6 separate regions of the Mus musculus genome follow, and regions 2, 3, 4, 5 and 6 are each linked to region 1. Evidence: chromatin contacts called from public HiChIP or PLAC-seq and promoter capture Hi-C data. All regions are on one chromosome and are shown on one strand. Each heading gives the region's core, a stretch centred on a gene start, on an enhancer-like site or on the middle of the called end of the contact. The rest is flanking DNA. Distances are from core to core; before and after follow the strand shown.

Region 1 (3,215 bases), core at 431-2,930:
AGTGGTGGGGAGCCCGTGGGACACAGGAGCTTCTTCCTAAAAACAAACTTCAAGGTCATATACTGAATTTCCTGTTACACGGGATACCCCTGCAGGTCCCCAAATTCTATTGATCTTGTTATTCAAGAGGAAAGGAAGGCGTCTATGCGGTGCCAAAGAGACTAGGAAAAATGTAAAGAACTCAAATACCCAGCACAGGCAACATCTGGGCTACTGTAGCACAGAGTTAATTCATTAAAGTTAGAGACACACGATTAAAAACAAAGCCAGAAGCTGTCCCGCTTTGTGTGTGCTGCGTGTCTACAGTAAGAACACGAGGCACGCTGCAGGGCCTCTGCAGCAAAACAAGCTTCTACTGCTCAGGTAATGGAAACTTATCAAGTCTGTTGGTCTAAAAGGAGGGAAAATTATTCTCAGCTAGAATCTTGGATCCTTTATAGAGCATAATTTTCTAGAAAGAAGAGCAAAAACACCAGGCAGTCATGACACACGCCTTTAATCAGAGCACTCGGGAAGCAGAGGCAGGCAGATCTCTGATTTTGAGGTCAACCTGGTCTACAGAGTGAGTTCCAGGGCACTCAGGGCTACACAGAGAAACCCTGTCTCAAAAAACAAAACAAAACAAAACAAAACAAAACAAAACAAAAAAATCCCACAAACAAAAGACAAATAATAAAGATAAAAATAACTATTTAGTGTTCTGAGGTAGAATCTAGGTACTGAAATGAAATTGTTCACTTATGACAAGACCAGCCTCCTATCAAGACTGTGGCTACAAGACAGCTGCTGGGGGGGGGGGGGGGAGTTCTGTTCCTGGGTGGAGCCTTGGGATCAATACTCAGTACTGCAGAAAAAGAAAAAAGAAAAAAAAAAAAAAGAAAGACTGTAAGACCCCAGCCTGTTCACTGTACACATTATAATTATCCATCATTTAGAATGAGCCTCTCTGATATAAAAGGATTAAACCACCGTCCCTTTATGTCACCTTGAACTGCATGTGCCTCTGCCCCCAAGTGAGTGGGTGGCCTGGACCACCATGCCTTAGACCAAATTTGTGTAACTGCTATACAAACTATTTTTCAAGCTTCTATTTTGTTCGTGGTAACAACAGAGTTTTTGAAGGGCGTTCTGGCTCCCTGCCCGTTCCATGGTGCTTCCTCTAGCCCCTAAAGGCCTTGCTTTGGGTCTGGTGGTATTTGAGGGCCTACACCCTCCCAACCCTGCGGTTTGAGCTTCCCCTGAAAAGGTTTAAGCCTAGCCTTCCCATCAGATGTGTTCCATACTTTTCTCCCTCCGAGGATGTCACAACGTCAGGGCACACGGGTTTGATGCCATTTCCACCCAAGCCTCTGCCTGTTCCAGCGTGGCCCAGGTTAGCTTGGATTGCTATGTTCCTAAAAGCACACGGCAGCAAGCCTGTCGACCACCTTAGAAACTGTGGACCCAGCGTTTCTCCCTAACCATGCAGACTGCCCTGAACAGACAAGAGGTTCCCCACAGGGCTAGCAGGCTGGCGAGGACCGCGGAGGAGGCTGGGGGGGGGGGGGGGGAGCAGTCTCCGGAAGCGCGGGCGCCCCTCTCCTGTCCCGGGGGCCCCAGGCGGGGGCGGCGATGACGCGCGGGATGACGCGGGCCATGCGGAGGGCGGCAGACGTGGCGGGGGCGGGCGCGCGTCCGCCGAAACGGCAGGGGGACGACCCCAAGGCGGGCGCGCGCCACACTCAGCCCTCCAGCAGGGCCCGCGCACAGGTTAGGGGGCACACAGGGGACCCGCTTGCCTCCACCGTGTCGCCAGACTTGACTCCTGACGTCTATGTCCTGCGGGTGAAGCTGGAGGAGACTGGGGAGCTGTTCCGCGTGGCCAACTGCCGCAACGACATGACAGTGCGGGAGCTCAAAGAAGAGCTGGACCTGATGGTCGGCATCCCCTTCAACCTGCAGCGGCTGCATTTCCTGGACCGAGGTGGCCCCTGCCCGACCCCTTCCCGCACCCCATGAGCTCCTCCCACTCAATGGCCCCCCCCCCCGGCCCACTCCTGCCCTGGGTCCCCATGACACTCGTAACTGCCAGAGAATCCAAGGTGACCAAGTCAAACCCAACCACTCGAGCCCCATCTAGAACGGCCCCTTGGAGCGCTGGCCACTCAAGGGCTCCTAACTCCAAGCACATGGGTGGGTGTCTTATTAACCCCAAATATATAGGTGAACCTCATTCACAAGCATTGTGTCTGTCGCAGGCTGTGGTCTGCCAACCTTGAGCAAGTCCAGGCTGCTCAGAACCTCAACTCTCAAAACCACAAGACCTTCTGGGCAGCCTCTTGTCTTCCTTAGGGAGCCCAGGCCCCCAAGACAACCATGTCTACCTAAGACTTCACTCTTGAAACAAAACTAGGTCTTAGTAGACCCTACCACTACCAAATCGAGGACAGGCCTTTCCCCCCATGAGAACCTGGATCCAAACCAAACCCTAAGTGGTGGATACCAAATTCTCTAGTTAGCCTGTCTATGCGAGCATTTCAGAAGCTGGGACAAACCTTGTTGGCCTCAGGTCCCCAAAGGCAGAGGACATCTGCCTAAGATTGAACCCCAAATCTCCAAGCTGAAAATAACTAGCTCAGAGCCCCAACCCTAAAACTCAAACCAACCGTGTCCATACATGTCTGCACAAACACAGAAGAAGCCATCTGGACCTGGGACCCTCAAGACCCAGGACAAAGTCGACCAAGACTGAACTTGGTTTCTAGGCTAATGACCACTGCCTCGGGAACCCATGTCCTCCATCCCCACTGGCTATCCAGAGATACTAAACAAAATCCTACCCACCTTAGGAAACCCCAAATCCAGGCCAAGCATGACCAGATCTATTTTAGGTGACCCCAAGATTCCATCAACTGTGTCTACATAGAGATGCTAGAACTCAGATCAAACTTTCCCCTCCTGGAACCCCAAACCCAGAATAAAGCTGAGTGCCCAGATCTCATTCCCACACCAACCGCTACCAACACCGCCCCCCAACTCATACCAACTGTATATTCTCTCAAGGGTGTTAAAATTCAAAACAAAACCTGCCAATCCTACAACCCCAAGCCCAGAACACAGCTACTCAAGGTTAAACCCCCAAATCTCTCAGGCTAACCACTACTGCAGCTCCCCAAATGCCTGCTCACTTAACTCTGCATACAGAGATACTAAAACTCAAAATGAACCTTGCTTAT
Region 2 (3,215 bases), core at 477-2,976, 490 kb after region 1:
GGGTTAGGCACTCTGTGTCGACCTCTGACCTCCACACTCGTGCACGTGCAGAGGCATGCACACACAAGGTGTCACCTCTGTGTAGTGAGAAATTCAGAGGACCTGGTGCCCTGTGTTCTGTGGGTGGAAACATCTAGGCGGTGTTTTGGGAAGGCACATTTCCCCAGAACATTCAAGTGAAATGCCAACGTGGTTCCACAGCTCGCTGCTGGGCTCCCAACCAAACTGGGACTGGGGTTTCTGAGAGAGTCGTGTATGCCCACACTGAAGCAAGACCCCATCAGTGGGCGAGGAGAAAAATAGAATGTGGACCATATGTGCAACGGCTCACTATGCAGCCCTGAAAGAGCAAGTGCTCTCCAGCCTAGGTGAACACTGAGCTCTGCTGGGCGGTGTGGTGGGAGCTCCCAGGGGAGTCAGCATCCTTGGGAAGGACAGGAGAACAGAGGGCAGCAGGGGCGGGAGCACAGAGGAATAGCGTTTAATGAGGACATTGCAACACCCATTGAACCGTTATTCAGCATGAAGACTTAGAAAGGCCATGAAGGCTACTCAACAGTGCGACACTCTGAACACCTCTAAACTAACTGTATATTTAGCCATTGTGGGGCCAGCAATATGGGTCAGCAGGTAAAAGGTGCTTGCTGCCAAGCCTTAATGACTTGAGTTCAATCCCCAGGAGAGAACTGAAGCCATCCTGACACTTGTCCTCTGAGCCCACATGCATACCTTGACACACATGAGTGCTATACGTGCACACAAATCATTGTAGTTTTAAAGAAGTACCATGGGAGCTGGAGAGGTGGCTCAGAGGTTAAGAGCACTGGCTTCTCTTCCAGCGATTCCAAGTTCAATTCCCAGCAACCACCTGGTGGCTTACAACCATCTGGAATGCGATCCAATGCCCTCTTCTGGTGCGTCTGAAGACATACATTAAATAAATAGATCTTTTGAAAAGAAGAAGTACCACAGTGGGAGCTCTTCTGTGCACTTCACAGCACTTTAACACTCTTAGTTTAAGAACAAATGAGGCTGGAGAGGTGGCTCAGTGGTTATAGAGCACTGTTGGCCCATGCAGAGGACCTAGGTCCAGCTCCCAGCAGGCACACAGCAGCTCACAACTGTTAGTAACTCCAGTTGCAGGGCATCTGACGCCCTCTTCTTGCCTCCGGGGACAGTGTACGCACACATACATGTAGGCAAAACACTCACACATGAAATAAAAATAAGCCTTTTTAAAGAGCATGCAAGGGAAAGAACATGTTCTTAGGATGCTAACCTAAGAGGCTGGGGCGAGGCCGTCCCTCAGTCAGGAAAGTGGTTGTCTAGCATGAAGCCCTGTGTTTGATCCCAGCACAGAATAAACTGCATGCAGTGGTGCAGGGTTTGTAATCCCAGCATTGGGGAGACAAGAGGCTTGGGAGTTCACAGTCATTCTTAGCTACATAGTGAGTTCAAAGCCAACTTGGACTATATGAGACCTTGTCTCAAAATAAAAAAAAAAAAAAAAAAAAAAAAAAAAAAGCAAGCCTCGTAGGTCTCTAAAGAGCAGTCAAAAATCTCCTTATAAGCAGACTTTTGGATCGGACAGCAAAGTTTGGCTGGAATGTTGACTCTGTTCTATGACAAACCCCATCCAGGAGGAGAGCGCAGCACACAGTTGCTGAAGGGTGGCAGATTCCAATGCACTGGGCTCTAACACAGCTGCAGTGCATCTAGTGCCCACCAGAGGGCAGGCGTCAACTTCTCAAACACTGGTACTGGTGATTCAAGGCACTTCCATAAACACACAAAGTCCGGACTCAATCTTGGCAGCTTACCTTGTGTTGTACCCGAGGAGAATTTGTTGATGAGGGTGGCAGGTTAGGGGAGCTACCTGGGAAGGACTTCCTTTAGAGACTTGGAGATTCACCTCTGCCCCAGCTCACGCCTGTTTTGCCAGGAGACAGTATATCCCCTTGTAACTTAGGTTGATGACAGCATTCTCCTACAAAGACCGTTAAAACGAGAGAGAGAGAGAGAGAGAGAGAGAGAGAGAGAGAGAGAGAGAGAGAGAGAGAGAGAGAGAGAGAGAGAGAGACCAACAGAAAGCATGCTTTACATCGTGATAACCTCTACAGCTGACATCGAGGTCCATTGGTGGCATCCATGTCATGATGGCTCACTTTTGGAAAGTGGCAAGAACAGGTTTTTTCCTAGGTCTGGTCTCCCGAATGAACGCTCATCTCTTCTGATGCCCATGACAGGCCTCAGGCTGGTCCTATCAGTGGTCCTGGTTTTGTCTCTAAGGCAAGTGAAACATACCGACGACAGCGAATGACTTGGAGTGTGGTGCTCATCTCCGCTCACACTCCCTCGCCCCAGCCTTTCGTAGAAGTTGATTTGTAGTGAGTACCTGGTGTGAGATGCTCACACCAGCCGCCCCACATTCCCAAGGCATGGCTGTCATAAACACGGTCACCACCAATCATCTCTGCAACCTGCACAACCTAGTGTTTCAAATGGTGTGCCTGCCTCTGCTTCCACCCTGAGCAGAGGACAGAACAGGAGGCCCGCTGTGCTGGACACCACAGAAAGTGCCACAAAAGTCTCCTGTGGCCAGGAGATGTCATACAAACAGCTCTGGTAAAATAGCTCTCTTGGGGGCTGGAGAGATGTCTCCATTGTTTAGAGCATTGCCTGTTCTTCCAGAGAACCCAGGTTCAATTCCAAGCATCCACATAGCAGCTCACAACTGCCTCCGGTTCCGAGGGATCTGAGGCCCTCCTCCGACTTCCACAGGCACCAGGCACACGAATAGTGAATAGATACCCAGGCAAGCAAAATACACACATAAAATAAAAATAAATCTAAAAAAAATTTTTTTAAATATTTCTCTTAGAGGCAACTGAGCTTAGAGGGTGGCCTGCTGTACTCATCATTTCTGGTTAATGGCTGCAAGCGTGCAGAGCAATCCAAACGTGATTAAGATTTCTCAAACAGTGATTCTATTCTAAGGCCTGAACTGTGAAAAGGAGTAATGTAGACCTGGGAGTGGGGGTAGCTCAGTGGTAGAGAGCATGCCTGCTTAGCTTAGCTTATGCTGGTCCCATCCCCAGCACCCGTGACAATAAGAACCAGAGGCAGAAACATTGAGAGGAGCCAAGGCCTTTCCTGGGGGCTCCTGGACCCTTGAACCTCTTGCTGGGTGGAAAGGCCCTTCCCCAAATGGAGGC
Region 3 (3,215 bases), core at 453-2,952, 470 kb before region 1:
ACAATGCCTGGCACCCAGGGAGGCTCATTCTCAGGGAAGCAGGGCAGAGAGATGGCTCAGTGGATGAAGGCTCTTGCTGCCCAGTGAACGATACCAGGTTGATGACCTGAGTTCAGTTTCTGGAAGCAGAAGGACAGATTGACTGAATAAAATTGCCCTCAAACCTCTGCACACAGACCATGGCATGTATCCCCCTCCCACAATAATCATGAACAGTTTTACAGCAGGACTGGAGAGATGGAACAACGATTAGGAGGGTTTGTTACTCTTGCAGAGAACTCGAGTTAGGTCCCTAAAACCCATGCCACGTAGCTCACAAATGCTTGTAAGTCCAGTTCAAAGAGATACCTTTTTCTGGGTTCTGGGGTACCCCACTTTTGTGTTCTCTCTCTCTCTCTTTCTTCTCCTAAAATAGAATAAATCTTTTTAAAAATCCAAACAATCAACACAGATACTCAGTCATGTTCAAACAAGCCAGTAACAGTATTCATAAGGAATCCAGTGCAGATGGCCCTTTTGTGAGCACTGAGAGTCTCAGTCCCCAGCTAAGCATCCTGAATGCAAATGCAAATGCCCTCTATCCAGGGACAGACAGACCCTCCCTTGGTGGTAAGACTAACCATCTTCAGGGAGTGAGCACCGGACATAGAGAGGGGTGGACCTTTTGCCCGGCCTTCTAGAAGCTCCGGTTGAGTCCGAAAGACAAGCTGTCGAGAGCCCCAGTGCTGATAAGGGTTAAATAGCGCTCGATACAACGTTCGCTGATAGTCAAGGCAGCACCTGATTAATTGCCCAGGGAATGGCTGGGATGATAAATGTTTTAGGAACTCCGAGGAGGGAGCCATTTCTCCAAGTCAAGCAGAACCGACAGACGCCACGGGGGTAATTGTGCCCTTTTGAAGGGGCCTGTGGGGCTGCTGTCTGGGGAGGTCATTGTCCCAAGGTAGAGACAGAAAAGAGCCTTTTAATTTTTTTTTTTTAAGGAACATCTGATGCTTCATTGGTTGCTCTTTGCTTACTTCTCCCCCCCCCCCCCTTTAGGAAATAAGAGGCAGCAAAAACTCGCTATTCATTTCCTTTCTACCTCCTTAAACCTCTTATCAACTTCTCTCTCTAACGTGGGGCTGGAATTCAGTGTTTATGTTATAGACCCAGAGGATGAAGATGCTGGCCTTCAGCCCCCAAAGCAACTGGGGTATCTCTCTCTTGGCAAATGGCTTCATGCCACATTACAAAATCATCCTTCTCAAGGAAGTGATAAGACTGACAAGTGTTTAGACTTTGCCCTAATTTTTCAAGAGGCTGAAGCAGAGATACTTCTCTGAAGCTCTTGGGTCCTGGTTTCAATTTGCTCCGGGTATCTATTGAGCATAAACAGCCCCTTTCATCATGGCCTGAACCATGAACTGATTCACAGATGCCCAAGGCTTTATCTCATCAGATCTCAATCTCATGGCCGAGTCTCTGTGAGCAAGGGAGGCTGTCTGACTGGCTAGAAACTCCAGGCCTGGATGGGAAGATGTCACATCTTGAGATAGTGGGGGGCTGGAGGGGGTGGGGGTGGGGACCAACACGAACAAATGCAAACAGCCCTTCGTGAGCTATGATGGGCAGGTGCAGCTGCCTCCCAGCCCAGTGGGGCCAGCTCCAGGCTCTCCTGTCCCCAGCAGCAGGAAAGCAGATGGCTGGTGATGGATCACAGGGCTGTCATCTGCGGGGGCTGAATGGTGATGTCACAGCTGGGGAGGGGGCTTCAGGAGCTGGGAGAGGCCCAGAGAGAAGTGCATTAGGTTGGAGGCTGGACTTACATGTGGTGTCTTCTCTCTCTTTCTTTCCCCTCCCCCCTCTTTTATTGCTCAGAACTAAGAAACTTGAACCCCTGTGAAAAATCTAACATCTGAACAAACATAGCCCTCAGGGTAGTTAAAGCATGCCCTGAGCCCAGTCCTTCTTAAATGGCTATTGGGGGATTTTGCTAGGATGTTCCCATGGTGTTAAAAGCCAGGCTTTGGGGACAGAATTGGTGACAGGTCCTACAGAGCCACACCACTAAGCTAGGGGCGTGACACCTATTCTCTCAGTTTCCTCCCCCTCTAAATGGGGCTGTGGAAGGCATGCATACAAATAGCACACACGGAGGGTGAGAGGTGAATTCCCCACCCCCACCCCTGCAAGGGCAAGCACAGAGCACCAGCTGTGGGCAGATGAGACTGTACAGGCAAAGCCCCTCCCACCCTGGGAGTTCTTGTTGCAATGAGACTCCTTTGGATTTTTCTCAGTACTCTCTAGAGCAGGAGAGGGCAGATGCTTGGGAGGAGACAGCATAGATCACTTGCTCAGAGGTCCAGAGGTACAGGAGGATGAGGTAAGCAGCAACAGAGGCTGCTGAGAGGCTGTGGGAGCATGGTCAAGCCAAGGGAGTAGATAACAATTTCCAGTTTAAACAGTGACAGAAGCTTGGAGGCAAAAACACTCATGCATTTACAGGGCAGGGTCCTAGCTAGCGGGAAACAGAGGCAAGAGAAGAAGGGGGCTGGGGAGTCTGTTTTATTTCAAATTATAAACAAGTTCCGTATGTTGATTCTCAAGGAAGGCAGCCTTGGCTCCAAAGAGGCTGACAGTTATTTGTTGATCTTATGGAAACTATATCATCAAATATTTCACCATTGCTTGAGTTCTTGGGAGAAACAATATCTCATGAGTTCCTCCAGCATACAATATCATCAGGACAGAAAGCTGGAGGAATTTATGAGGAGGCAAAACTTCCAGAGACCCAGGCATCCTTGGATAGGATGGGCTTCACCACTTCTGTGAGTTGGGTGTTCCCAGCAGCAAGACCCAGAGCAGCCACAAGCTTGTCCCACTGTCACCATTGATAAGGCTGCTTCTTGCAGAGGCTCCTGCCATTGCCCTTGCTAGTGTGATGGAGCCCAGGCTCAGAACCCTGGCCTCTGAAGTAGACGTATCCAAAGGGAAGTGATAAGCATGGCCTCCCAGATGAGGTGTCTGTAGGATATCACCAGGTCCACACGCTCACTGGGTAGCAGCGCCCTGCAGCTCCTCTCATTGACACCATGCCCTCTAGAATGACACCCTGCATCTTTCTAAGGGAATCCTTCTCAGTAAGAATTCCCAGGGTCTCCCCTCAACTAGTCCTCTTTATACAGGAGCATCACACAGCTCATAAAGGTTACACAGGCACACCCTGAGTTCAG
Region 4 (3,215 bases), core at 277-2,776, 430 kb before region 1:
CAGACAGCCACTCCTTACCACTTGGGCCTCTCGGTTTCATCAGAGTGAGCCTGTGAGAGAGGTCACACAAAGAACAAAACAGAAGCCCCAAGTTCAGAAATGGCTTCTGTCACTTCCAGCATATCTCCTGGGTTTGGGATGCTGGGGTCTATGAGGAGGGTCTCCATGCCTGGGTTGGGGCACAGACTTTTATTTCCGAATATAAGTTTTAAATGCTTCTAAGAATTCCATTAGACAGAGTTGATCAGAGACTTTGTTGTTTGAATGAATGAATGAATGAATGAATGTGTATGTAGGCTGCCAAAGGCTGGGCGATCTCTTTGGGCTGGGAGGGTGGTTCTGTTTGTAAAGTGCCAGGCATGATAGTACACAGTTGTAACTTCAGTGCTGGGGAGGTGAAGGCAGGAGGGTATGGGGGGGGGGCGGGGCTTACTGGCCATCAGTCTAGCTTAACTGGTTTCTGGTTAAGCTCCAGCCTGAGACCCTGTTTCTGAAGATGGTACCCAAGGTTGTTCTCTGGCCTATAAAACACAAACAAACACATTATATATATACACATATATACACAATATACACATATGCACACATACACATATGTACAAGAGAGAGAGAGTAAGTGAGCCTGAGAAAGACAGACAGGATTGGGGGGGGGGAGGAGAGAAACATGCATAGAAAAAGAAAGACCCTTGTCCCCTGAAGAGCAAGCTCTCTCTAAAGTAATGGTCTTTATGTGCTTGACACGGGGCAGATCCCTTCCCCTCCTCCCCTTGCTAGGAGACAGAGCTCCTGGGAAGATGAGCTCAGACATGGTTCTCTGCCCGGCCAAATGGAAACGTGGGCTTCCATTCCCAATGTGTCAGTGTGCGGGCTCCAGAGCGGAACCCTGGCTGCTGGGGAGAGCTGTGAACAGATCATAGAATTCCAAGCTGCATCTCCAAGCCAACAAGTTTGAATTATGAGAGGAGTGAGGGGCCCGTGGAAGCTTGGAGGTCACCCACGAAGACATCTGAACATTTGTTTCCCAGCTCCAGCCCCTGTGTTCAACTGCACAGTACACTTAATCCAACATGAAATACTGCATATTGAATCCCCTCCCCGGTGGCGGCCTTCCTGGCTCACTGAGGCACCTTCTCTCATTGCTCTGGGTACAACTGGATGTGGGTTAGCATAACCTTTCCTATGTTAGCATTCTAGTCTGCGCTAGGATACTAGTGTGAGTGAAGCAGAGAGGCAGGCCGCAGACACATCCCTGAGAGAGGGAACTAATTGGCATGGGGAGGGCAGGCTGGGAGGGAGGCTCCTCAGATGAGCAAGGCTGCTGAGGGCGAAGGAGCTGGGCTGCAGAAGGAGCCCCCAACTTCAGGCTATTAAGTTATTACGGCTGATTGCATTGGAGGGGCCTCGGCCGCAGGCCCCTCGCTGGCAGCGCTCCTGTGATTTTCTGGGAAAGGCTGGGAGGGAGGCTGAGATCATTGAGAGGCAGCCCCGCCCCACGCCCTCTCCACAGGGGCCAGAGGAGCCTCGTGAATTATTCTGCTGACATCCTGGTATGCCTATCTGCAGTCTTTTCCAGGCTCTTGCTGTCAGTGGCCCCTCTCATGGGGACTGACCTGGGGTTCCTTACATATTGGTCCCATCTGTGAGGAAGAAGGAGGCAGAGGTGAAGGTTGGAGGCTTTGAAGGGCTAGCAATCTCCACTCTCCTCTAAATGAGTTCTGCCATTTTTCCCTCGGTCAGTCCCTCTTCCGTCCCAGCCCTGATGGAAGCAGGAGCCTGGTACAGTGGGAAAAGAGCTCTTCATGTATGTCTGTGTGCAGGGTGTGTGTGTGTGTGTGTGTGTGTGATGGTGCTGCCTGCTGGCAGGAGAAGGCCACAGGATTTCCAAGTGGTGTTTCATACATAGCAACACTGTCTTTATTTAGGGTGTATGTTTATGTCAAGGGCTTTATGGGTTTCTCACATTACAGATTTGGCTGTTACAACCTACCCAAAGTCAGCAAGGTCTTAGTAACACGGGAATCATGGTTCTCACTTCGCAGGCAGCTGTGCCATCTACATAGTCTTCAGAGACCCTGTTCCCTGCCCACCCCAACCCCAACCAACACCATCACTTCACTCTTCTGTAGCCAATGCAGGCTTCTAGTTCACCATACAAAATGGCTGCTCCGAGCCCTACCATTGCAGAGGGAATAAAGGAACATGAGGGCTCTTGCCACTTCTCCTGCTCACATTGTGTTTCCTACCACTATGGCCCAAATCTACATACCACCCCATGTAGCTGCAAGGTAAGCTGGGCCTTTATTCTGGGTGATCATATGTCTAGGTCTATCCTGTTAGTACAGAAGGGCAAATTAGAAGATGAGGTAAGAAGTGAATCTTCTAGCCCCTCCCTAGGTATGTGCTTGGTTATAAGGATGACCCCCCCCCATACACACACGCAAACACACACATACACATACATACACAAACATACACATACAAGCACACACACACACACACACAAACATACACATACAAACACACACACACACACACACACACACACACACACACACACACACACACACAGAGAGAGCTTTCTCTCAAGGATATATGCAAGACTTCCTTCCTCCTCAGCTGACTTTGTTAATCAGTGCCAATTGGTCTACAGCCTCTACAGCCCTCTTCCTAGATCTCAGCTGCATGGCTATTTGGGGGCTCTCTCAGCTGCATGGCTATTTGGGGGCTCTCACAGCAGACTGTTTTTGACCCAGGTTCTCCATTCCCTCTTCTGTGTGTGCCATACACCCCCAAACACATCTTAGAACTAGAGAGCAAACTCACTGTGGACTGAAACTCCGCTGACTTGCTACTCTGGAGCGCTCACAGCCTTGGGACTTTGTTCAACTGTCTGAGACATGGAGCAAGTGAACGCAGCAACACAACAGTGACCCACTTATTCTGTCCAGCGTCAGGTAGTAAAACCCTTTGGCTTTGCAACCAGAGAGTCCGTGGAGAACTACTCAGCTGCCCCTGTAGCATAAACCAACCTCAAAACATATGTAAATGAGTAGACATGTTGGGTATGTGTGCCAATACAACTTTATTCCAAAAAGTAGGTGCAGGCCTGATGTAGCCAGCATGTACTTTAAAAGAGGGTCCAGTGCTGGTGTTAGAGAAGATCAAGAGCTGAAGGCAGCCATGTTACAGACAAGCTAGGAAGAAAGTAGCAGGGT
Region 5 (3,215 bases), core at 497-2,996, 370 kb before region 1:
ACATTTGGGTAGATACACATTTGGGCAGATGGGTGGACATGTGGGTAGATGGATTCACATGTGGGTAAATGTATACATATGTGTGTAGATGGATACAATGGATACACATGTAGGTAGATGGATTCATATGTAGGTAGAGGATACACATGTGGACAGACTGAACCTATGTGAGTTGATGGATACATATGTGGCTAGAGGGATACACATGTGAGTAGATGCTTATACATGTGGGTAGATGAATAAAATAAGTACACATGTTAGAAAATGGATAAATAAATTGGTAGATGGATAAACGTGAGTAGATGGATGCACATGTGGGTAGATGGGTACACATGACAGTGGATGGATACACATGTGGGTAGATGGATATACAGGTGCATAGAAAGATAGACATGTGGATAGCTGAATACATATGTTATATGGATACACACGTGGGAAGATGGATACACTTATGTATAGTTGGATATACATGTGGATCGATGAATACACATGTGAGTAGATGGATATATATGTGTGTAGATTAATACACAGATGGGTAGAATGATATGCATGTGGGTAAAGATGTATACACATGTGGGGATATGTATACATATGGGGTAGATGGACATAATATATTCACATGTGGCTAGATGAATACACATATGGGTAGATATGTACCCATGTAAGTAAGTGGATATACATGTGGGTAGATGGATACATATATGGGTATGTGGATACACATGTTGATAGATGGATACACATGTGGGTAGATGGGTACCTACGTGGGCAGATGGATATCCTGGATACACATGTGGATAGATGGAGTGGAAGACATAATGGATAGATCAGTAGATGGATGAGGATGAATAAATGCATGGATATAGGGAGGAGGGATAGTTGGCTGTTTGTGTGGGTAGATGTGTGGTGCCAGGGTGGATGGATAGAGAGTTGGTTGCAGAAGAGTGTATGTGGATTGTTGAGTGAATGACAGGAGTTTAATTCACTGTCATCTTGTAAAGTTATTCCTGATAATATTTTAATAAATGTTAAATTGAGTCACTGTAACGCAGACTGAGTTCCACAGAACCATCATCTCACAATCTTACGAGAGGTGTATTTTAAAACACTCCCACTCGAGTTTGAGAAACACTGCACATTACAACCTGCTCAAGAAGGGCTCATTAGCATGCGAGCCCTGAGGATTCCTACCATGACAAATGCATTCTGCTCAACCTCTATAATTCAGCGCCTTCTTAACTCAGCACAGTATCCCTTATTACAGAGTTTTTATGTGGGCGACTGTCCCCAGCAAACAGAGAAGCTAATGGAGACTCATCAAGTATGAGGCTGGGCAGCTGAAATTCTGCTAAATGGGGACTAGACAGGATTCTGGGAGGGGATGACTGGGACTAGTCTGTCTTTGTTTCCAAGCCCAGGTGTTGGGGGAGGGAAAAGCCGCTCTCTTGCTTTTGGGAGCCTTTCACGACTCAATACTGAGTCATCGCACTTTACCTTCCCTTTGTTACCCTGGCAAGCTTTCAGATGGTTTTAGCTGTGGCGGTGATACAATGCTGAAATGATAAAATACCACCTCTTCTGCTGGGAACAAGAGGTTGGGAGGAATCTGATCATTTTTCCTGGAGAAGTCATCTTGCATTTCAAAGCAGAGTCTCTCCAACCTTTTCAACAGCTTCAGAACACAAAAACAGGAGATCCAAAGACTCAGGAGGGAGAAACCTGCTGGGCTGCCCCTCCCCCTCCCTCATCCAGGGAGGAAGCCAGGCTACACAGACCCTCTGGGGGCTCTTCGGGGCTCCCTCCACATCCCACTCCCACCCTCATCCCCATGTCACCTCCCTCCTTCCATGACCACATCCCTCCAGCCCTGCAGATCCTGTGTCCCGTGTCCCGTCTCGTCTCGTCCCGTCCCGTCCCGTCCCGTCCCCCCCCGTCCCCCCCCGTCCCCCCCCCCGTCCCCCCCCCCCCGTCCTCTGCAGAGAGTCCTGTGACTTCCTCTAGAGGCTGCACAGCCACCTCTGAGCTCTGACAGTTTCATTTGAGTCTTTCGTTTCTACACTTGTCCATTGCTTTCTCTTGGTTGGTTACACTTCATGGTGCCTGGACCCATGCCTATAGCCCTCCCCTGTCTGTGGCACAGGTCCTGGCACATGAGATTTGCACAACTGATGTCTTCCCTGAGTTGAGTTGCCAGGTGTGACAGGAAGGCACTCAGCAGGACACAGAGAGGCTGGATGAAGCCCTTGGAGTGACTCTTCCTCCCATGAAACTGATGGAGCTGGACATGTTCTTAGAAAGAATCTGATTCCCTGGAGAAAAGACTAGGTGGTCACCAGCTCTGAGGCTCCCCACCCTGGATCGCAGGACTATCCAGACCCACCATCTACCCAAAAGGAGAAAAAATGGCCAGGCCAAGTAGGGCTCTCCCCTTTGTGACAGCAGACATTATAGCTTTGTGGTCCATGTGCTCACTGTCCGGACAGCCCTTGGGGCAACAGAAGCTATGCTCGCTCTGTAGTTAGGGTTAGCTGGAGCCATGACAACATTGCCTCCTTGAAACCTTCAGGGTCTCCACCCAGCCCCTAATTGGCACAATATTCCAACATTTTTAGCTTCCAAAGTTGGGAGGAGTTAGCATAAAAGACCTTCAAAATGAGACTCAGAGCCCCAGAGTGATCCTGCCTACCCCAACCTCCTCTTTTTCACCTCACCATCTCTACACTACAGACTGTCAGTTTACAACTCTTGGACCCCTGGATATGGGGCCAGCAGCCTCAGCTGTGATCCCCAGTTCACATTGCTTCCCTTCTCAGGATAAGCTACTGTTGTTTTTGTTTTTGTTTTTTAAAATTATTTTTTGTATTAATCATTCCATTTGTTTACATCGCGAATGATGTCCCCTTTCCCGGTTACCCCTCCACAACCCTCCCCATTCTATCTGCCCTCTCCCCCCTCCCCTTTGCCTCTATGAGGGTGCTTCCCCCTGCTCCAGCATCCTCCTACTTTGGGGCATCAACCCTCCACAGGACCAAGGGCCTCCCCTCCCATTTAACCTAGGGACTCTGACCGCAACCACCAAACCGAGCTGTAACTTCCTGACAGTTCTGCAGCTCAGGATGAGATGGGATGGGTCCCATTGTACTGAACCAGCCCAAGGCATGACACACTCAGGGCCCTTGGGCCCCACTTCATCCTGATCCCCCCCCCCTCCAGTTTCA
Region 6 (3,215 bases), core at 456-2,955, 360 kb after region 1:
CAACAAAAAGGCACATCTGTGCCATCTAATCGACGGTAGGACCAATGTTGGCAATTAGTTTGGAATTTTTTCTTTTCTTTCTTTTAAAAAAGATTTCCTTTTCAATTTTTTTAAAAAGAATTTATTTATTGGAGCTGGAGAGATAGCTTAGTGGTTAAGAGCACTGACTACTCTTCCAGAGGTCCTGAGTTCAATTCCCAGCAACCACATGGTGGCTCACAACCATCTGTAAGGGAATCTGATGCCCTCTTCTGGTATACACGGTACATGCAGATAGAGCACTCATATACATGAAATAAATAAATAAATCTTTTGTTTTTTAACATTTCTTTATTATGTGTAGAGTACTCTGGAGGAGTCAAGTGGCATTTTCACAGGGGCTACCTAAGACCATTAGAAAGCACAGATCTTTACATTATGTTTCATAACAATAGCAAAATTATGGTTACAAAGTGTTGATGAAAATCATTTCTATGGTGGGGATCACAACGACGTGCAGAGTTAGGATGGTTGAGAGTCACTGACCTAGGAGGCTCTGACTCCTTCCAGGCAGGTCAGCTAATGTAAGGAAGGGAAGGGAAGGGAAGGGAAGGGAAGGGAAGGGAAGGGAAGGGAAGGGAAGGGAAGGGAAGGGAAGAGGAAAATGCTGAAGAAAGGAGTGAGGAGGGCATGTCCTGAAGCCCTGCTAAGTCTGGAGCCACCTTGGTTAGGGACCAAGCAAGACCCCCTGGGCAAGAGGCGGTTGGTGAGCATGCGCCACCTAGTGGTCAGTTTTCAAATGGCGCCTCTAGGGAACCTGGGCAGTGTCCCTCAATGGGGCCAGCTGAGAGTTCATTTAAAAGCGACTTTATTTATTTTGGGTGGCAACAGGCAGTGCGGTTTCTGTTTTCCTTGGCTGGCTCTGCAGGCACTGTTTTTCCTCCCTGGAAGTCATAAAAAAATCACTTGGAAATGTTAATATTTTCCCATGCACAGGCCCATCCTAAGCTGTGTAGACCTGGCCTGGTCTTGGTCCCTTGGTGACCCTTTCAGGTTCTGTAAGGTGAAGCTGACTGGGGACCTGCCACCTCCTGCTTGCTTGGCAGACATCCTCCAGGCACATCACCTCCTTCTAGTCTCCAACGACTGCTGCTGTCTTGCCCTGTGCACCAGTGACCTGCACACCAGACAGGTACAGAGGTCCCAAGATCATGGCCTCTGCACTCACCCCACCTCCACCCTGTAGCCGGGACCCAGATTCTGGGATTATTGTGAGCTGAGTGGTGGACACAAGGCCATCTCTGTGAGCCCCGATCCCCTCTTACGTAATATGGAACAGAGAAGTGTCTGAGCTGTTCACGGGTCACTGAGAATTTATGAAAGTGAGAAAAGGGGCTCTTTTTCTAGAAGGTATGTGAGTAGATGGTACTACACCTGCCTGTGGGCATGTGGGGGAGGCACAGTAGGTGCCTTTTCCTAGATCTATCTTCCTCCTCACAGGGCTTTCACAGAGTTCTCTTCAGATAGAGCTCTCCCGGTGGGAGACCAGTCTCCACCCCAGAGGCCAAGACTCCTCTCTTCTCTGTCACACAGTCATCCAACTCCAGCTTGCTCACCCACCCCGATTTCAATTTCGATTTCGACACCCTTTCTTTCCGAGAACCACACCAAAGTTTCATTTTCTCTTTCTTTGAAAAGCTGGAGGGCGGGGAGGGGATGGAGCCAGATGGGTATTTGTTTCCGGGATGGTAACAGCTGGTGCCTGCAGGTCCAAGCAGCCATTCTTGCCTGTGGATTCAGAGCCCCAGGCCTGACCACAGTGCCAGAAACTGCCACCCCCTGCCCTAAAGGAGCCCCAAGGCTGCTGTGAGCATGGCAGAAGCTCCTGTTGACTTGAGCACAGGAGGTAAGCTAAACCTCTTCCTTCACCTCGCGTGGGTCCCAGCTGATGTTTCTAAGGCTCCTAGCTCTTTCCTTGGCCCAGACAGCAACAGGATTCTGAGGTCACCACAGGGAAGTCAGCTTGCTTCAAGGATCCTGTGCCCCAGATCCTTCATGTCACCTTACCTCATTGATGAGGTCACCAAGGCCTGTGACAGCCCTCGGGCTCCGAACTGTCATTTCAAGAGAGGACTTTGCTTTGATAAGGAGATGTGACTTTGATTTTACATTCAAGCTCTTCTCCTGCCCTATTTGAACCCTTGCTGAGACTACATACCCTGTCTAGGGGCTTCTGGGCTATGGGAGGCTGCGGGGTGCAGGGCTGTGTGAGGCTGCCATGCTGTGGGCAGGATTTAGTTCACTGCTTTTCTTCTTCATCTTTTGAAAAGCACTTCATTTTTGTTTTTTGTTTGTTTGCTTTTGTTTGGTTTGGTTTTTTCGAGACAGGGTTTTTCTGTGTAGCCCTGGCTGTCTTGGAACTCACTCTGTAGACTAGACTGGCCTCGAACTCAGAAATCCGCCTGCCTCTGCCTTCCAAGAGCTGGGATTAAAGGCGTGCGCCACCACGCCCAGCTGAAAATCATTTCTTATTTCAACATACTAGAAGTGGTTGCTCAAAAGCTATCAGGGAGGAGCCAAGCAAAGACCAGAACTAAGGTCACCTGGTTCCCATGGTTTCCTTTCACTGCTAACCTTTCCAGCCTGTCACCTGCAGCCTTCTGCTTTCCAAAGTCCCACTTTCAGACCCTGCAACCAGTCCTTCAAGTTCACCCTTTGGAGAAGGCTTGGCCTGCCTTGTGTGTCCCTAGGGGCCAGTGGGAGAAAGGAATGAAGGAGAGGCCACTACAGGGCACACTCCCCAGCAAAGGTTTTACAAGGCAAGGCAAAGCCAAGTCAGGAATAGATGCTCAGTGCTATAATCCTTCCCCCAACACCCTCCTCCTCCTCCACCCCCACCCCCAGCCCCACCCTGGGGTGGGGCTGTGGCTGAAGCAGGAGGATTGCTATGAGTTCCAGGCTAGCCTGAGCTAGACTTTGTCACAAGAGGAAAGAAAGAAAGGTAGAGGCAGACTCATGGATAAGCAGACAGACGTGCTGGAAGGGACATGAGGTGGAACTTGGGGATCCTCAGGGTTAGACACGGAGGAGGAGGCTGGGTAGCTAGCAGGGGTGGAGGGCTCTGGGAGGAAGCCTTCTGGAGTTGGCAGGCAGGCATCTGGAAGATGACATTGAGGCTGGGTTAAAGAGCTGAGCTGGGTTTTCAGGACTCCTGCTGTATCAGGCAAGGGAGGAGA

Evidence for each region. Promoter capture Hi-C pulls out the DNA fragments that hold promoters and counts their contacts. HiChIP or PLAC-seq counts read pairs in DNA pulled down with a chosen protein or histone mark.
Region 2: an H3K27ac HiChIP or PLAC-seq map of double positive thymocytes shows a contact between it and region 1, with 7 times the contacts expected there. The contact joins the enhancer-like site here to the promoter of Ankrd60 in region 1. A contact is called at or near these places in 3 of 39 promoter capture datasets (embryonic stem cells and liver), 7 of 115 datasets of contacts at active chromatin or transcription factors (T-cell acute lymphoblastic leukemia, craniofacial prominence, double positive thymocytes and 4 more) and 4 of 9 other capture datasets (adipose tissue, embryonic stem cells, liver and 1 more).
Region 3: a contact with region 1 is called in an H3K4me3 HiChIP or PLAC-seq map of neural tube, with 6 times the contacts expected there. The contact joins the enhancer-like site here to the promoter of Ankrd60 in region 1. A contact is called at or near these places in 6 of 39 promoter capture datasets (the C10 cell line, HPC-7-derived erythroid cells, cranial neural crest and 2 more), 2 of 15 datasets of contacts at CTCF or cohesin (embryonic stem cells and large pre-B cells), 2 of 484 Hi-C or Micro-C datasets (the G1E-ER4 cell line and cranial neural crest), 13 of 115 datasets of contacts at active chromatin or transcription factors (craniofacial prominence, differentiating embryonic stem cells, embryonic basal ganglia and 10 more) and 4 of 9 other capture datasets (embryonic stem cells, embryonic tail, liver and 1 more).
Region 4: an H3K4me3 HiChIP or PLAC-seq map of neural tube shows a contact between it and region 1, with 7 times the contacts expected there. The contact joins the enhancer-like site here to the promoter of Ankrd60 in region 1. A contact is called at or near these places in 9 of 39 promoter capture datasets (the 3T3-L1 cell line, the HPC-7 cell line, embryonic stem cells and 3 more), 1 of 15 datasets of contacts at CTCF or cohesin (the NIH/3T3 cell line), 6 of 484 Hi-C or Micro-C datasets (bone marrow-derived macrophages, cortical neurons, granulocyte-monocyte progenitors and 2 more), 7 of 115 datasets of contacts at active chromatin or transcription factors (embryonic basal ganglia, embryonic hindbrain, embryonic midbrain and 4 more) and 4 of 9 other capture datasets (adipose tissue, embryonic stem cells, liver and 1 more).
Region 5: a contact with region 1 is called in a promoter capture Hi-C map of embryonic stem cells, with 5 times the contacts expected there. The contact joins the enhancer-like site here to the promoter of Ankrd60 in region 1. A contact is called at or near these places in 9 of 39 promoter capture datasets (the 3T3-L1 cell line, the HPC-7 cell line, HPC-7-derived erythroid cells and 5 more), 1 of 15 datasets of contacts at CTCF or cohesin (embryonic stem cells), 14 of 484 Hi-C or Micro-C datasets (embryonic fibroblasts, embryonic stem cells, extraembryonic ectoderm and 5 more), 3 of 115 datasets of contacts at active chromatin or transcription factors (differentiating embryonic stem cells, embryonic basal ganglia and neural tube) and 4 of 9 other capture datasets (adipose tissue, embryonic stem cells, liver and 1 more).
Region 6: a contact with region 1 is called in a promoter capture Hi-C map of hematopoietic stem and progenitor cells, with 3 times the contacts expected there. The contact joins the promoter of Zbp1 here to the promoter of Ankrd60 in region 1. A contact is called at or near these places in 15 of 39 promoter capture datasets (the C10 cell line, the HPC-7 cell line, the SN4741 cell line and 11 more), 7 of 484 Hi-C or Micro-C datasets (the F1.1 cell line, bone marrow-derived macrophages, embryonic fibroblasts and 3 more), 15 of 115 datasets of contacts at active chromatin or transcription factors (CD8 T cells, the SCID.adh cell line, craniofacial prominence and 11 more) and 4 of 9 other capture datasets (adipose tissue, liver, macrophages and 1 more).

What each region holds. Positions count from the first base shown.
Region 1 is chr2:173,576,738-173,579,952 of GRCm38.p6, reverse strand. Ankrd60 (ankyrin repeat domain 60) reads left to right here and starts at 1,680. Exons shown (of 4, transcript NM_027303.2): 1 at 1,680-1,963. The coding sequence starts at 1,879. It also overlaps the pseudogene Ppp4r1l-ps.
Region 2 is chr2:173,088,177-173,091,391 of GRCm38.p6, reverse strand. The region is part of intron 2 of Gm40011; the gene reads right to left. Among named protein-coding and RNA genes, the nearest start is that of Gm40011, 7.0 kb to the right of the region's middle. RefSeq lists an enhancer at 2,525-3,215. Within about 2 kb of position 1,726, at least 14 of the 459 cell types and tissues checked have an H3K27ac peak or open chromatin away from gene starts, as enhancers often do. A contact at or near this core is called in T-cell acute lymphoblastic leukemia, double positive thymocytes and regulatory T cells, where this site is marked.
Region 3 is chr2:174,048,703-174,051,917 of GRCm38.p6, reverse strand. No RefSeq gene overlaps it. Among named protein-coding and RNA genes, the nearest start is that of Stx16, 27 kb to the left of the region's middle. Within about 2 kb of position 1,702, at least 51 of the 459 cell types and tissues checked have an H3K27ac peak or open chromatin away from gene starts, as enhancers often do. A contact at or near this core is called in embryonic limb bud, embryonic tail and neural tube, where this site is marked.
Region 4 is chr2:174,006,747-174,009,961 of GRCm38.p6, reverse strand. No RefSeq gene overlaps it. Among named protein-coding and RNA genes, the nearest start is that of Gm30143, 11 kb to the left of the region's middle. Within about 2 kb of position 1,526, at least 57 of the 459 cell types and tissues checked have an H3K27ac peak or open chromatin away from gene starts, as enhancers often do. A contact at or near this core is called in neural tube, second pharyngeal arch cranial neural crest and uterus, where this site is marked.
Region 5 is chr2:173,948,627-173,951,841 of GRCm38.p6, reverse strand. No RefSeq gene overlaps it. Among named protein-coding and RNA genes, the nearest start is that of Gm30143, 69 kb to the left of the region's middle. Within about 2 kb of position 1,746, at least 18 of the 459 cell types and tissues checked have an H3K27ac peak or open chromatin away from gene starts, as enhancers often do. A contact at or near this core is called in differentiating embryonic stem cells, embryonic stem cells, extraembryonic ectoderm and 1 more, where this site is marked.
Region 6 is chr2:173,217,412-173,220,626 of GRCm38.p6, reverse strand. It overlaps Zbp1 (Z-DNA binding protein 1), which reads left to right and starts at 1,705. Exons shown (of 8, transcript NM_021394.2): 1 at 1,705-1,885. The coding sequence starts at 1,852.